Regions from separate parts of the Mus musculus genome. Here all the other regions are linked to region 1. A link is a contact called in public HiChIP or PLAC-seq and promoter capture Hi-C data. All regions are on one chromosome and are shown on one strand. The core of a region is the stretch at or near the end of the contact, and the rest is flanking DNA. Distances in the headings are between cores, read along the strand shown. Region 1 holds the start of Lrrc32 (leucine rich repeat containing 32). Region 2 holds the start of Serpinh1 (serine (or cysteine) peptidase inhibitor, clade H, member 1). Region 3 holds the start of Uvrag (UV radiation resistance associated gene). Region 4 overlaps Uvrag (UV radiation resistance associated gene).

Evidence for each region. Promoter capture Hi-C pulls out the DNA fragments that hold promoters and counts their contacts. HiChIP or PLAC-seq counts read pairs in DNA pulled down with a chosen protein or histone mark. Capture Hi-C pulls out chosen DNA fragments and counts their contacts.
Region 2: a contact with region 1 is called in a promoter capture Hi-C map of liver, with 2.6 times the contacts expected there. The contact joins the promoter of Serpinh1 here to the promoter of Lrrc32 in region 1. A contact is called at or near these places in 1 of 39 promoter capture datasets (liver), 1 of 15 datasets of contacts at CTCF or cohesin (embryonic stem cells), 1 of 115 datasets of contacts at active chromatin or transcription factors (embryonic stem cells) and 1 of 9 other capture datasets (liver).
Region 3: a contact with region 1 is called in a CTCF HiChIP or PLAC-seq map of embryonic stem cells, with 7 times the contacts expected there. The contact joins the promoter of Uvrag here to the promoter of Lrrc32 in region 1. A contact is called at or near these places in 5 of 39 promoter capture datasets (the 3T3-L1 cell line, the C10 cell line, cranial neural crest and 2 more), 2 of 15 datasets of contacts at CTCF or cohesin (embryonic stem cells and large pre-B cells), 11 of 484 Hi-C or Micro-C datasets (B cells, CD4 T cells, the N1E-115 cell line and 5 more), 10 of 115 datasets of contacts at active chromatin or transcription factors (astrocytes, bone marrow-derived dendritic cells, bone marrow-derived macrophages and 7 more) and 3 of 9 other capture datasets (adipose tissue, embryonic stem cells and pancreatic islet).
Region 4: a contact with region 1 is called in a promoter capture Hi-C map of hematopoietic stem and progenitor cells, with 3 times the contacts expected there. The contact joins the enhancer-like site here to the promoter of Lrrc32 in region 1. A contact is called at or near these places in 5 of 39 promoter capture datasets (cranial neural crest, frontonasal cranial neural crest, hematopoietic stem and progenitor cells and 2 more), 2 of 115 datasets of contacts at active chromatin or transcription factors (embryonic basal ganglia and forebrain) and 1 of 9 other capture datasets (embryonic stem cells).

The regions. Positions count from the first base shown.
Region 1 is chr7:98,488,453-98,491,953 of GRCm38.p6, reverse strand. Lrrc32 (leucine rich repeat containing 32) reads right to left here and starts at 1,963. Exons shown (of 3, transcript NM_001113379.2): 1 at 1,857-1,963.
Region 2 is chr7:99,351,379-99,354,879 of GRCm38.p6, reverse strand. It overlaps Serpinh1 (serine (or cysteine) peptidase inhibitor, clade H, member 1), which reads left to right and starts at 1,641. Exons shown (of 5, transcript NM_001111044.1): 1 at 1,641-1,827.
Region 3 is chr7:99,139,303-99,142,803 of GRCm38.p6, reverse strand. It overlaps Uvrag (UV radiation resistance associated gene), which reads left to right and starts at 1,660. Exons shown (of 15, transcript NM_178635.3): 1 at 1,660-1,970. The coding sequence starts at 1,854.
Region 4 is chr7:99,041,669-99,045,169 of GRCm38.p6, reverse strand. All of the region lies in intron 6 of Uvrag (UV radiation resistance associated gene), which reads left to right. Among named protein-coding and RNA genes, the nearest start is that of Uvrag, 98 kb to the left of the region's middle. Within about 2 kb of position 1,614, at least 60 of the 459 cell types and tissues checked have an H3K27ac peak or open chromatin away from gene starts, as enhancers often do. A contact at or near this core is called in hematopoietic stem and progenitor cells, where this site is marked.

The sequences.
Region 1 (3,501 bases), core at 714-3,213:
CCCATACATGGCACCCAGTGACGTTTCAAAATCACATGCCAGATCTTACAAATCACTTTGAAATCTCCAGTAGCGTTCAGACGTCACCCTCTCTCCCATCAGCTCCACCTACCACCTTCTTCCCCTCAGCAAACTCCTCAGTCACCTCAGTACCTTCCCTGCTGCCTGGTGGTGGGTGTGTGTGGGGGGGAGGGGGATGGGGGATGGGGAAGGACTCTGCTTGGCTGCTCCCTCCTGGTCCAGAATGTTCCTGCTCAGGCTCCTGGGTGTTCTATCCCCCCTCCCGCTCTCATTTCTCATTTGCTTCATTCCTTAAGTATATGCTCACTAAATTTCTCCCAGGGAACAAGTGGCTGAATGATGTCACAAATTCAGCTGCAATAAGGACAAGTTAGGACCTGGGGTTAAGGTAGGGATGCCCAAAGGGACCCTGTCTCTCCTTCCTCTGCACATCCAGAAGAGACAGTCCCCACAGAATTATGGTGGAAAGAAGCACCCTGCTGTGCCCCATCTGCAGCAGTGAGAACTCAGCCCCCCAGGGACAACCAGAGGCATTCAAACCCAGGGCTCACTGTCAAGCCCCACCACTGGCTAGTGTGGTCCTCAGGGCAAATTCTTTATCTCTCCTTGCCTAGGTGATTCATCTGCAGGACACACCAGTTCCCATTCCAACACTGGCTATCCTTGCTTAGCATGGATCAGGTGGAGCATGACCAGGAAAGTACTGGGACCCTTCCATGTCCTTCCCTGATGGTTCAGATACCAACGATGCTGAGGATAGAGGTCCTGGCTCTGCAGGCAGGTAGCTGGATTCTGATTGGAGAGGTGTCAAAGAATATCTCTGTATGTGCTTGTATGTGTGTGTGCACATGCACGCGTGCTCGCGCGTGCATGACAGAGGGGGACAGACAGATAGTGGAGTCAAACCTATAATAAAAATAAGACTGCCCCTACTATGCAAGGAGGTTACAATTTTTCTAAGCCCTAGGTTGACTGCAGGTCTTTTAACTCTCACAACCACCAAGTGAGGTGATTACTATAATTCCCATTTACAGACTGGAGGACCGAGGCTTGGGAAGGCAAAGTGCCTGATCCTTAGCCCCTAGGTGTGCTGCAACTGGGACTCAGCCAGATCTATAGTCCCTTAGTGCTGGGTGGTCTCCACTAGTGCAGACCCCACGGGCACCCTGTGGATCTCTCTCCCAGACCACGAGATTCAGAGAAATGACTTACCCTAAGGCACTTGTACAGTAAATCGAAGAGTCGGTATCAGAATCCAGCCCCTGTGCCTCCAAAGCAACTGCCAAGACTTCCTTCCTAAGTTACTCAGGAGCCTACAGCCCCAGGCCCAGGAGTATACTGAGCGGTAGGGCTCTCAGTCTGTTATGACTACTGTCAAAGGGGGCCTGGGAGAGCAGCTTCAAGGCTCACAGTGCAGTGAATCACTCACTAGGGGCAGCCCGTTCTAGAGACATCCTACATCTCAGGGGAATCAGACCTTAACCCAAAGGAATGTGCTTGTGATGTGAAATGTCAGGGTGGAGGTGGGGTAGGGGGGTCCCTCCTATCTATCACACATAAAGAAGTCTCCCCAAAGAGTTCTGGGTATCCCCTCCAGATAATAGTGGTAGTGTGGAAAGCCCATGTCTGCCTGGGGCAGACCTGAATTCAAATCCTAATCTGCTTGCTTGGCTGTGTGCTCCTAGGCACACCCAGAGCTTCCTGCCTCGATTTTCCCAGCTGTCAAATGGGAACGCCTATCTGAGCCCTTCCTTAGGTAGATCTGCTAACACCCGGGTGCCGAGGGAGGGTCCGGCCCTAGCTCTCTAGGCACCGCCGCCGACCGCCGCCCCTACCTGGCTCAGCGCCGCCGCCGCCGCCTGACTCCTCCGCGCATCGTTCGCGCAACCCCGGGGGTCTGGCCCGCCGAGGCCGGACCGCTGCAGCGCCGCTCCAGCCGGCCGGGAGGGGGCGGCGCCCGCCTTTTAAATAGCACCGGCCGCCCGGCCACGCCCCCTGGGACTCTGAGCCGCGGGGTCCTAACACCGCCCTGCCAGCCGTGCGGACCTAGGAACCGAGCATCGCCTCTGCTCTGGAATCGCCCGGACCCAGCTAGGGCGGCGCTTGAAACCGAAAAACGACTGGAGGGAGAAGGATCACAAAAGAAGCTAGGCCGAGGCAGCCGCACGTGCAGCCGTGGGCCCGCGAGGTCTTGGGTGCAGGGAGCCGCAGGTCCGCGGAGGAAATCCTGGCGCCACCGCACCAAGGCAGGGGGCCACCCAGAGGTGACTGGCAACCACCGGCACGGAAGGAAGTGACCCTTCTTTGGCCCTGGGATGGCCCTGAGGGGGTCCCATCCACCCCCCCCCCCCCCCAGCTATCCTGCCTTTAAGTCATCTCCAAGCCTGTCAGTGTCCCCTGCTTACTGATAGAGAAGCTGAGGCTAGGAGTGGGATGAGGGAAAAGCCAGCTGGTTGAGACTTGTCAGGTCCCCACGGACATTTGGGGGACCTGAGGCTCTGATAGGTTAAACTGCATAATGACAGTCTCATAACTTACCCAAAGCCGCTGCCTTTACAAGGTACTTAGCCTCCTCAGACACTGGCACCGTGCCCTGCTGGGTCTAGACTGAAAGATGGGTGAAGAGTGTTGCTGCCGTCCTCCAGTCTCTAGTTCTGTATTCATAATGTTCTCCCTGGTGGTCACAGCGCCTAGAGGAGGGCCATCCACCCTATCTTAACAGCACCAAGCGGGGTGAGCCAGAGTAGGGCTGGGCTCTGAGCTGGGCCTTTCCTCCCATCTAGTCCACAGTGGTTGGATGGACCCATGCGGTGCGAACAACCCAGAGAGGACAGTCCCTGACAACTCCAGTCTAGAGCCCTGACCTAACCTAAGGTCAGGGAAAGGTTCACCAAGGAGGCATCCTCTGATGCTATAAGGAGTCAGAGCAGCAGAGTAGCCCAGCTTCCTGCCCCCACCCACCCTCGGGAGCTCTCAGGGTTGTGGCTCTCCCACCTCAGCCCTTGTGTGTACTATCTAGTCAGACTGAACTTCAGTTCCCCTCTCTGCCAAGTGTAGAATGGCAAGAGCCGCTCTTTTGGATGAAGTCGATGTAGGCCTGGGCCTGCACCCGATGGGTGTTAGAGACCGTTCCTCATCTGCTGCTTTAGGAGGACACCTTTTCCAGGTTGGAGTCCATGGGGTCATGTATCAATCGAGGAAGGGGCTTTGTGACTACTCTGTAGCGAGGGCAGAGCATGAACAAAGACTCAGGTAGGCTGGGGCTCTCCCTACCTGCTTCCCCATGATGGCCTGATGCTCTCTCACACCGTCAGAGTTGCCCTAGAACTTGGCTCAAGGTGGGGGCAGGGCAGGGCTGGTGCCATCACTACAGGATGAGCGGCCTGCTTCCCTTGTGCCCCCAGGGGCTGCGGTTGTGGTTAGGAAGCACATGGGGTTCTGTGCCCGGATGGGGCTCCCCAAGAGATAGGAGATAGAGGG
Region 2 (3,501 bases), core at 392-2,891, 860 kb before region 1:
CAGGCCCTTGCCTTTGGGGGACATTCATAAGGATACTAAGTTTGCAGATAGGGACGAAGTCCTAAGCGTTTACCTTAGGTTTACCTTGACCCAGTGTCTCCAGCATCCTGGGCCATCAGGCATGTGACGCTAGGCCTGGTACCATGATTTTTTTTTTCTTCTTCTCAAGACCTTTGACTCTGAGATCCTACCAAGCTAAGATTCCTTCACGAAGTTCAAAGACGTTGTGGGGCTTCTGAATGATATTATCATCTGTGGCAGTCACTTGCAAATCCGTATACTCTCTGATCCTTTGATTGGGGTCTAAGTCTATTAGGATCTAATATTTCCCTCAGCCCGAAGTGGGGAAGGCTGGGGGTCCATTCCCTCCCCCACTGTTCTCTATAACTGCAGAGAACTCATCTTTTGGGATGCTGAGTGCAAGGATACATCTGTTCCACAGGCTCTGCATCTGGGAGAAAGAAAATACTTATGAGTCTGTTGATTGAATGTGAGTGAATGCATACAGGGTCTCTCTGGGGCTGGGGCTGGGGCTCAGTGGCAGGATGCTTTCTTTCCTGGTTTTCCTGAGGATCTGGGTTCCAGCCCCAGTGCACTGAAAAGAGGGGGAAAAGCCTCTCACTCCACCTCCTCTCTAGTGATGTCCATCTGTTGTCTGTCATTCCACTATCAGAAGATAGGAGGATCCTAAAACAACAGGCCTCACCTACTGAATTCCCCACTAGCTGCACACACCCCTCACAAAGGAGGTCCTGAAGGCAGGGACTTTGCCCAGTTGTGCAGATTTGTGCATGACACTAGAATAGTAAAGAATACTATCAGTTAACTCAGGGCTCAAGAAGCTATCTCAGTGTAAGAGGTGGGGTGGGGCGGGAGAGCCTGAGATAGTGAGACCCTGAGCCCCAAGAGGCAATGGAGATAGGGAGGGAGGGAAGGAGATAGCAGGGATGACCCATTTGAGACGGAGAAAGGGGCAGTTAGGACTTAACATCAACCAAGGGTACTGGCCCAGAAGGAAAGTCACACAATGCTGTATTTAATTCATCCAGGATGTTCCCTGCTGTATACTACTTCATGTCCAGTGGAACCACCTAGGTGTCTGTCTGAAATCAGTTCAAGACTTGGTTGCCAGGGTGAGGGTCCAGCTAGAATTCTCAGGGCCTCTCCTCCCCAGGGATGTTTCAAGGGTGAACCCTGGTTTGGAGAGGGACCCCTGCCTCTGACTTTTTCCTAAGGCAAAGGAGAGGGCCCCTGACTAAGGAGTAGCATCAGGGGTCCCTGATTAAAGCTTGATAACAGTAGGCAATGGATCTACTGGGGCAGAGCAGGGTCATGTGGGGCAGAAGGGATATGTGATCAGAGCAGGCTTGTGTGGGCAACCCCGAGAAGACGACAACTCCAGTCCCCGAGCGCAGGACTTTGGAGCCTGTCTGCCTTCAGTTCACTCTCGAGTCTAAACCCTGCTTTTCCACGTCCAGGACCGCGGAATCCCAAGAATGCCCTGGCTCCCAAGGTCTAGCTGGTGCGGGAGGAGAGTCCCCTCTACCTAGTAGGGCGAGGGGGCAGTAGGACCCAGGGGCTGGGAGAGAGCCCGCAGGCACAGGGGCGGGAGCCAGGGTGGTTTGGGGGAGGTCTTTGGCTTTTTTTCTCCTCTCCGAGCCACGGCGCCCTCCGGAAGCGTTTCCAACTTTCCAGAAGTTTCTTGGGACAGGCAGGAGGGGGTGGGGCCAGCCATATATAGATCCAGGGCCCGGGGCAGTGAGCTGAGCAGAGCCTGTCTGAGGAGCGATTGCCCTGTCGGTCCCGGAGCAGCCCAGCCCGGCCCAGGTGAGGGGCGGGAGCGGCCGGGCGATTTGGGGTTGCGCATTGGCCAAGGGGGAACGGATCGCTCCAAAGCTTGGGGTCCTGACACAGGTGGGCAGTGAAAGATCGGACTTGGAACTGTCACTTGCCTGGGTTCCCTGGAGCTGCGGTCTAGTACGCGGACTGCCTGGTAAAGTACGGAGAAGTCTCAGCTCGGGGAAGGTTAAAGGTGGTGAGAGGGAATGCGTAGAGCTGGGACTAAATGCTGGTGACCTTCTGCACAACTGAGAGGGGAGGGGAAAGACCTGACTGTCCCATCGTCCACGGGGAAGGGCCAGCTCTGCAGTCCCTAACTCAGGAGTGGAGGCCCAGGGACCCGCAGTGATTGATCCCAGACCAACCTCCCCACAGGCTGTGTAGGGGCCTCTGAACCTAGCACAAGAGGTGTAGACTTGGTGTCTCATCTCTAGCTGTTAAGGACCCCCTTGCTTTGGGGAGCAGTCGCTTTTTAATCAGTATCCTATGTGGAAGGTGGCCGGACTTGACCAATTAGTTCTGCTTTCACCTCACCCGAAAGGGGTGTCGTCAGGGTCCACAGGCCCTGGGTGACTTGAGTCACCCTGGTCCTTCCGTCCACCCATCTGGTTCCTGCAGGGCGAGGACTTCCTCTGAGGCTTTGAGGTATCCTGCCTCCAGCTTGGGGGACATTCCTGAGCCTCCAGACGAAAGGAAGAAGGCATCCATTCCCTGTATGGTCTAACGGCCTAGCTATCAACTTCCTGTGCTTCCTTCTGGGCCCTTTGGCATCCAGGGCACGCATGGAGGCCCTTGGAAAACTGGGGGCTTTGGTTGCCTGGAAGTAAGGCCGAGGCCACACCCTACTCTCTGATAGTTCTGTACCCATCCCCCATTTCCGTCTGGTCCTTTGTCTCTCTCCGAGGATTCCCTGCCGAGGTGTTTTTGTAGTGGGTTGCTGTGTAACAGGACTCCACAGTGGTCGGCCTGGGAGCTTTGCTGAAGGCAGAGCCCCCGGGAGAAAGCCTGACCTGCTTGAGCCGAAGAGGCCCAAGCTGGGCCCTGGTTTCTGCCTCTGCAAAAGAGGTCATCCACCTCCTTACTCCGGGTACCCACTGGGGACTGGGCCCGACCGGCCTCTGCTCCCCACGTCTCTAGGGGTTCCCATTTCTTCACTCTTCTGTTTTCTTTCAGAATGAAAAAGGCAGGCAATGATCTCCCTCTGAGGCCCTTTCAAGGTACTTTAGACCCACCAAGTGTCTGAGAAACCCCCTGGTGCTCCTCCCTGCCTCCTGGCATCTGCTCCCCTTACAGGCTTCCCATCACAGGCTCCCTGGCCCAGTGGTGGACACGGCCTTTGGCTCTGTGATATCTTATATTTTTTTGGTTTTGTTTTGATGGTACTGTAAAATGTCTAACCTTGGCCGGAGGGCTGGCGTTTCCCTGTGGCAGATGGGCTGGGCTTGCCTGTGCAGATGGGCTGCGGGAGGTTGGCTTGCTTGCAGAGACTTGCCTACTTTCATCCCTAATGCTGGGCTTAACGGGGTGGCCCTTCTCCCCAGCCCTGCCTGCCCCCTCAGATTTTTGAGGCACAGTTGTAAAACTAAAACCCCTGAGGCTCCTGGATTCCCCCGGCAAATCCTCCTCACCCCAGGTTCCCAAGCCAGGCCTCCAGGTTCTTAC
Region 3 (3,501 bases), core at 411-2,910, 650 kb before region 1:
TAAAGGCATGTGCCATCATGCCCAGATACACATAATTCTTAAATAGTGCTAGGGATTGAACCCAAGGCCTTGTGAATATTCGGCATCTACTCAACCATTGAGCTATATATACATCTTCCCACTCAGTAAAAGATTTTAAATCCATCTATTATATGTTGGAGTCTTCATGGGCACAGATACTGGCCCACCTACCACCCCCCTCAGTGACACCAGTACTATTCAGCGCATGGACAGACAGTGGGGAGCTGACCTGCTCAGTGACAAAGCTAGAAGGTGGCAGTCAGAATCCCAAACTGCCTGCTTCCTGTTGTGTCTGCCTCTCTGAACACTGTGTTCTTTCAGCTATAACAGTCCAGGTGGTGGAGAAATTCACACTCTATGGGGACGGGGGAATCAATATTCTGCAAAATGACTCAGTGCTACTTATAGAAGCAATGGCTGTAGCTGCTATTATGGTCAAAGAAGTCTTCAGGGAAGGGAGGGCATTTGAGCTGTACCTTCATATTCATTTCTCTATTATCTGCAAGCAATGCGGATCCAGGGACGAATCAGACAAGGTCTTTTGGTTGAGGAATTCACATATGAGTGTTTGAATTCGGGGAGGCTGTGTGTGTTAAATGACTATTAAAAGACAAAGTGGAGGCTGCTGTGGTGGCACACTCCTGTAGTCCCAGCACCTGGGGAGCTGAGGTAGATTGAGCTACATGGTGAGTGGCAGGTCAGCCAAATCTCGCCCCTCCCCCCGCCCCGCCCCCGCGCAAAGCAAGTAAACAAACAAAGACAACACAATAGAATAAGCAGGTCTGTGGTAAAGGCAAGTTTCCTAATTCGGAGTTTCAGAGAAGTCTTTTGGAAGGACTCCTGCCCCAGCTGAAATACGATGGCTAAGCAAGCGTTAGTCACAAGCAGTAAAGGCTTTCTAGGCAGAGCATAAGCATCCCACCAGCAGAGGTGAGACAGTCTCTTGGCTGGCTGGCACACTTTGTGGCTAAGCTTACTAGTTATAGAAGCTAGAAGGGGCGTGGACTTGCAGGTCTGAGTGGATCACTGAAGAGCTGGTGGACTGCCCGATGGATCTTTGGTCTCAGTGATCGCGGCTCGGTGGCGGCTCCCCCTCTCAGTCATAAAGCGTGGCTTTTTTTTTTTTTTTTTGTACGTGGATGAGAACACTTCGGGAAGTCAGACCATCCATCCATCCCGACTCAGCTGGTGCCAAGCGGGTCCCCGCCCTCCACTGGAGGCTCTGTTACCATAGCAACTAGGTTAGGGCGGAAGTGGCTTAGAGGACTGACTCTCACTAATCAGGTGACTCTCCAGACTTCTGCACGTGACACGACATACCAGGCGCGCGCTCTACCTAATCAAGAAGCCGTCCCTGTTTCACTGACAACTGACAGCGCTCTAGAGCAATAGCCCACGAGGCTTCCCTAGGAGACCACACCCCTCAATAGGGAAAGGGCCAATTAGGCTGAGGCAAAGAGAAGTTACGCCCCAGGTTTAGCCCGGGTTTGACAGACGCAATTGAGGCCATCCTAGAGTCCCTCCGCCCCTAGCCATTGCGGCCGACGACGGACGGGCCCACTGGCCAATAGCACGTCCCTTGGCCGCCACCGGGTCCCGCCCTCTCAGAAACGGAACCAATGAGCACGCCAGCTCTGGGCCGGGTGGAGGGGTTGCACTGCGGTAATATGGCTCTTCCTTAGCCAGCGGCGGTGGCCAGCGCGGGCGCAGAGCTGCTGGGGCTCTCGGTGCCCGGTTTCTAGGCTGTAGGGGCTCTGCGAATCACAGCTCGGGAGGCAGCGGCCGATGCGGGAGGACTGCCCACCTGGCCGCTCGGCGGCTCAGGGGTCCAGATGAGCTCCTGCGCCTCGCTCGGGGGCCCGGTGCCCCTGCCACCCCCGGGCCCGTCCGCCGCGCTGACGTCCGGTGCCCCCGCGCGGGCCCTGCATGTGGAGCTGCCGTCTCAGCAGGTGAGCCGGCCGCGAGCCGGGGGGCGGAGAAGGTTGGCGGGGCTCGCAGGGCTGAGGAGGGCTGACAGGAGGAGGAGCCCCCTCCCCGGCCGTTCCCGCGCTCAGACCCCCGCATCCCTCCAAGAAGGCGCCGGGGAGCCCTGCCCCGCTGGCCGCCGCCGCGCTTTCCCTTTCGCTCCCCGATCGAGGAGTCGGTTTTCTGCACTTATTCTTAGCGTTTCGGGTGCTTCCTTCCGCTCCTCCTGAGGAAGGTATTTGGGACGTTGGGGTTTCCTTTCCAATCTCAGATCCTCATGGCACACTCCACTCCCTCGGGTGAGTGTCTGGAAGGAGGATTTGAAGTAAATATTCATAGCTTGTATCTCACGTGTGTGTGTGTGTGTGTGTGTGTGTGTGTGTGTGTGTGTGTGTGTGTAATAAGGACAAGAGAACACTGACTTTGGGAATCTGACAAAATTCTTGGCAACACCCGCCTATCAGTACATCTTCCACTGGCCTCCCTCAGTCCCTCGGGGAGACTCTGCAGGAACCTTAGCATTGAAGAGGACCTGGAGAAACTGTCAGTCATGGAGAGGTTACCGAGCTGGGTCTGTGCAAAGTGAGCATTGAATCGTCACAACTCCATGAGATAGCTGGTTTTATTGTCCCGGTTTCTCAGTTCTAGGAACAAGCTTGCTCACTGCCTCTCTGTTAGTGTTTCTGGTGGGGATGGATTTCCAAATACAGAGTCTGACTCCAGCTTGTGCTCAGCAGCAATAGTTTGCTTTAGACTTGAGAGCAGCTGCTCCACCACGGTCCACAGGACGAGCTCCCTCAGACCCTTTCTGTAACTTTCCATCCTTGCAAGAGACAGGAAGGAGCCACTTAGGAGCGCAGAGGCTATGGGAGAGAGGGCCAGGCATAGAGTGCATCGGAATGTAAAGGAAAGAGCAATGTTGCACCCCACCCCCCCAACCCGGTGCCGGATGAGGTGCCGGATGAGTAGGGAAGCAACGTTAACTGCAGAAGCAAGGCTCTGTAGTAGGAGAGAATTTAGCAAATCAGAAGGCATGTGCCCAGGTTTTGTAGTGCCATTGGAGAGGGAGTTTGGAGAATATTAGGAGTTGGAAAGGAATGAGGCTTGTATTGCGTTTCCAGGTCGTGGGAGAGGATGAGAGGGTGGCTGGGAGAGTAGTCTGTGGATTGGGCATTAATGTGAATTTTTGCCTGTGTGGGAGGTGGAGTGTGAGGGCCTGCTGGGAGAAGCAATAGTGAGCACTGTTAGGAGCCGCCTGGAGAAATTGGGCATCTAGATGGGCATAGTTTAGGGAAGCTGTGAGAGCATGGCGGGTTGGAGAAGAGAACAAGGCATGTTTTCCTGACTAGAGCCTGTTCTAGCAATAACGGTTCAAAACTAGAAGAACTAATCCAAGCCAACTGCCGGTTCAACACAGTTCAACTCCATTTGTTAGTGTTGGTCGAGTTTCTAGATTGGCATATAGTGTCCTAAGTGTCAGCTGGGTGCTGCGTGAGGATTTGGCATGCCACTTAA
Region 4 (3,501 bases), core at 365-2,864, 550 kb before region 1:
AAGAATGTTTCTCTGGGTTGGATACGTGAATTCCAGCCATTTGTGTGTGAGCAACATTTAACGTTTTGCTTGAAAATTGAAATAGAATGGTGCCTCCTTTATATAAACTGCCAAACAATAGCCCTAAAGCTAGAGTTAAGCTATCTGCAACCGTACATTTTCTTCCACTGACAGAGAGAACGTACAGGCCAGGTTCAGAAACTCTTGTCTCTTCTGTGTCCTACAAATCCTGCTAATCGGGCAGTGGTGGCGCACACCTTTGATCCCAGCACTTGGGAGGCAGAGGCAGGCAGATTTCTGAGTTCAAGGCCAGCCTGGTCTATAGAGTGAGTTCCAGGACAGCCAGGGCTACACAGAGAAACCCTGTCTTGAAAAACCAAACCAAACCAAACCAAACCAAACCAAACCAAACCAAACCAAACCAAACCAATCCTGCTGATCTAGTCTCCACATCCCCAGTGACTTAAATATTACAGTTTAGTGATAAAGCTGGCATTGAAAACTCATTCTCAATAAGTTAGTTACTGAGTGAATTATCTCTGGGAGGAAGCTGATCTTGTGAAATATGTCGCCCTGCTCAGTGATGCCACTGGCTGAAGTTGCCTTCAGTGAGCAGACTAGCTGTTGACGGGTGTGTTGCCTGCAGTAAACAGACTAGCTGTCGATGGCCTGCAGTGAACAGACTAGCTGTTGATGGCTTGCAGTGAGCAGACTAGCTGTCGATGGCTGTGTTGTTTGGGGAGATTGGGGTTGAGATTCGGTATGTATTTCTTGCCTTCGTTTCTTGAGCATTTTATATTTCTTTTCCTATGAAATATTTCCAAATTTATGGGAGCGTTGCAGAAATAGTAACAAGTGCTCTCCCCCTGTTGCCATTGAAAGTAAATTAGAAGGGCCCTCCCAGCTGTACCAGGGGCATCAGTAAAGCGTCTGCAAACACAAGCGTTTGCCTAGATAACTGCGGTGCAGCCCTGGAAATCAGTCAGTTCCCATTCACACCTCAGCAACACCCAATCCATCCATCACGTCAAGTCTCAAGAGTCTCCATCTGTTTCCGTGTCCTTCATACCAAAAGGATTCCATCCCGTACCACTCGGTAGCTGTCCTCTTTCCTCCTCCTCTCAGTCTGAGGCAGTTCCTCAGTCTTCTCTTGGCAGTCATTTTATAATGCCTGTCATTTTGTTTTGTCTGATGTTTCCTCATGAAGATGGTAAGCATTCTTACTTAAGTCCTAATATTTATATAATTTGTTCAGTCTTGACTAATGCCCATTTCAGTTTGTCACAATATGGACATTCTTGCATGGGAAGATTTGATCAGGGTGATGGCTGTCATCCTTTTCCTCAGTGAAGTTAACCCTTTTGACTTAGATGATTTCCCATCGAAGTTCCTCCCACTGGTTTCAGCACACGTTTATGTTGTCTGTATTACTGATTACTTTCTAATTCCTTCATCTCTTCTACTTTCATCCGCTGACATTCTAGTGTAAGAAAATATCTAGTCTTCTCCTGTCTGTCTGCCTGTCAGTGTGGACAGGCAGATTCTCTCTGAGCCAGTGGGTTGTCATGTGGTACTGTAACTCCTTACTGTAAGGCTCAAGCCCCTTCTTTCCTTCCTCATTCTCTGAGAACAGCTTCCTCACTGCCCAGTAGTGACTGCTCTGCAGGCTTCCCTCTGCCCCCAAGGGAACCTGTCACTTGAGGGCCTTCCGGTTCCTTTAGCGCAGTTTTGTAGGAGTTAGGATCTGGGCCTTTGTGTCTTCTTTGCATCTGGTCTACCTCTGTCCCCATCCCTCTGCACACACAGGCATGCCTGTGTGTGTCTGCATGTTTATATCCTCTGCCTCTCTTACCATCTACCCATGTTGAAACCTGAATTTATACAGGCATACTGTAATCCAGATCCCTGGATCTAGTGTAATCCCTGGATGTAGTGGATCCAGGGGCTCATTTGAGGGCTTTTGTTTTACAGTTCATAGTTATGACCACGTTCTCCAGCACTGTGAGTTCTGCTACCTGCCTCCATGACATTCACTATTCAGCCAGTTCCCAGTGTGTATAGTCTGTCTGGCTGTTCCTGCTGTCGTTTCACATACCCAACCCGGCATGCCCTCCACCCAGGACTGCATCTTCATCTACTTGGGTTGGAGTCCTTGTGGCTTGCCCTGGCTATTACAGCTGTGCCAGGATCCCACCTCGTCCATATCTTCAATGCCACATGGAATTTTACTTTATTTGGTCCTATCAGAGGGGACCAAATTGAATTGTTCTACTGAATTGTTCAGAAAGGAGCAAAAAATGGGGTTGGGGAAAATTCACATTTTTGTAACATTTCCCTCTGAAGCAGACTGTGTGTGGCCCATGACATCCAGTGGAGTCCTTTTCTAGTTTAACCATTTTTTCTTTTAAGAGTTACTTACTTTTATTTTCTGTGAATGAGTGTTTAATGTATATGTATGCAAGCACGCCATGTGCATGTCCAGTGCCTTCAGAGGTCGATAGAAATGTCAGCTCTCCTGGAGGTGGAGCTGGAATTATAGGCCACTGTGAGCCAGCCACCATTTCAGTGTTGGGAACTGAATTTGGGTCTTCTCTAGGAGCAGTAATTGCTAAGCTAGCTATGTCTGCCTCCTCCCCCAATAAGCCTATTTTAAGTTGAAAATGTATTTAGTACACCTGACTTCCTGAACAATGTAACTTGATTTTAGAGAGTCTCCCCTAACCCACAACTGTATATAATTGTTTAATAACATGTTTTACAATAAAGGGTAAATTTGTAATAAACTGTAGACTCTCTATATAATTTATTATCTGTTTCTCAGAAGACAGGAAGAGTGTGAAATCCTCACCTGATGTAGTCATGTTACACAGACTTACACTTACGTGTCTTACCACTCTAGTGGCCAAGTGTATTTAAAATATACAGCAAATGTGTCTCCTTAGCGCAGTAAGGAGCATCGGTGTCATGAAATATCCATTTTGTGGCAGTCTGTAAGGTTGATATCTCACAGTAGATGCATATGCTTACAAGTCTGTCTCTCCATAAGGGGCCAGAAAGTCGAGAATGGTGATATCTGATCTAATTATCTCTGCCCTACCCTGCACATCTAGTTCATCACGGTCTACGTTGTAGGTTTACAAACAGACCCACTGGAGAAATGAACAGATGCTAAGACCTGCTGGGTTTTCCCCAGTAGCTTTCGGGAGAGTACCCGGTGTCCTTACCGTAGTGGGAGGAGTCTGTATGCCTGTGCACTACTTAGTGAAGCTGCTCCGGGTTATTGCAGACAGCGTTGTTTAGGTACAGCTACTACAGTAACACTTGTGTACTTAGGGTTGTGATTTTGTTGTTGTTGTTGTTTGTTTTGTTCTCCATGTCTGATTTTGTTGTGAAGAAAAAGCTCACAATGTGTGGTTTAATTTTTTTTTTTCAGTTTACTGAGATTTGTGTTTTGGTTCAGAATATTTTTTTAATGGTAACCGTTTCTTGATCATTTGCAAA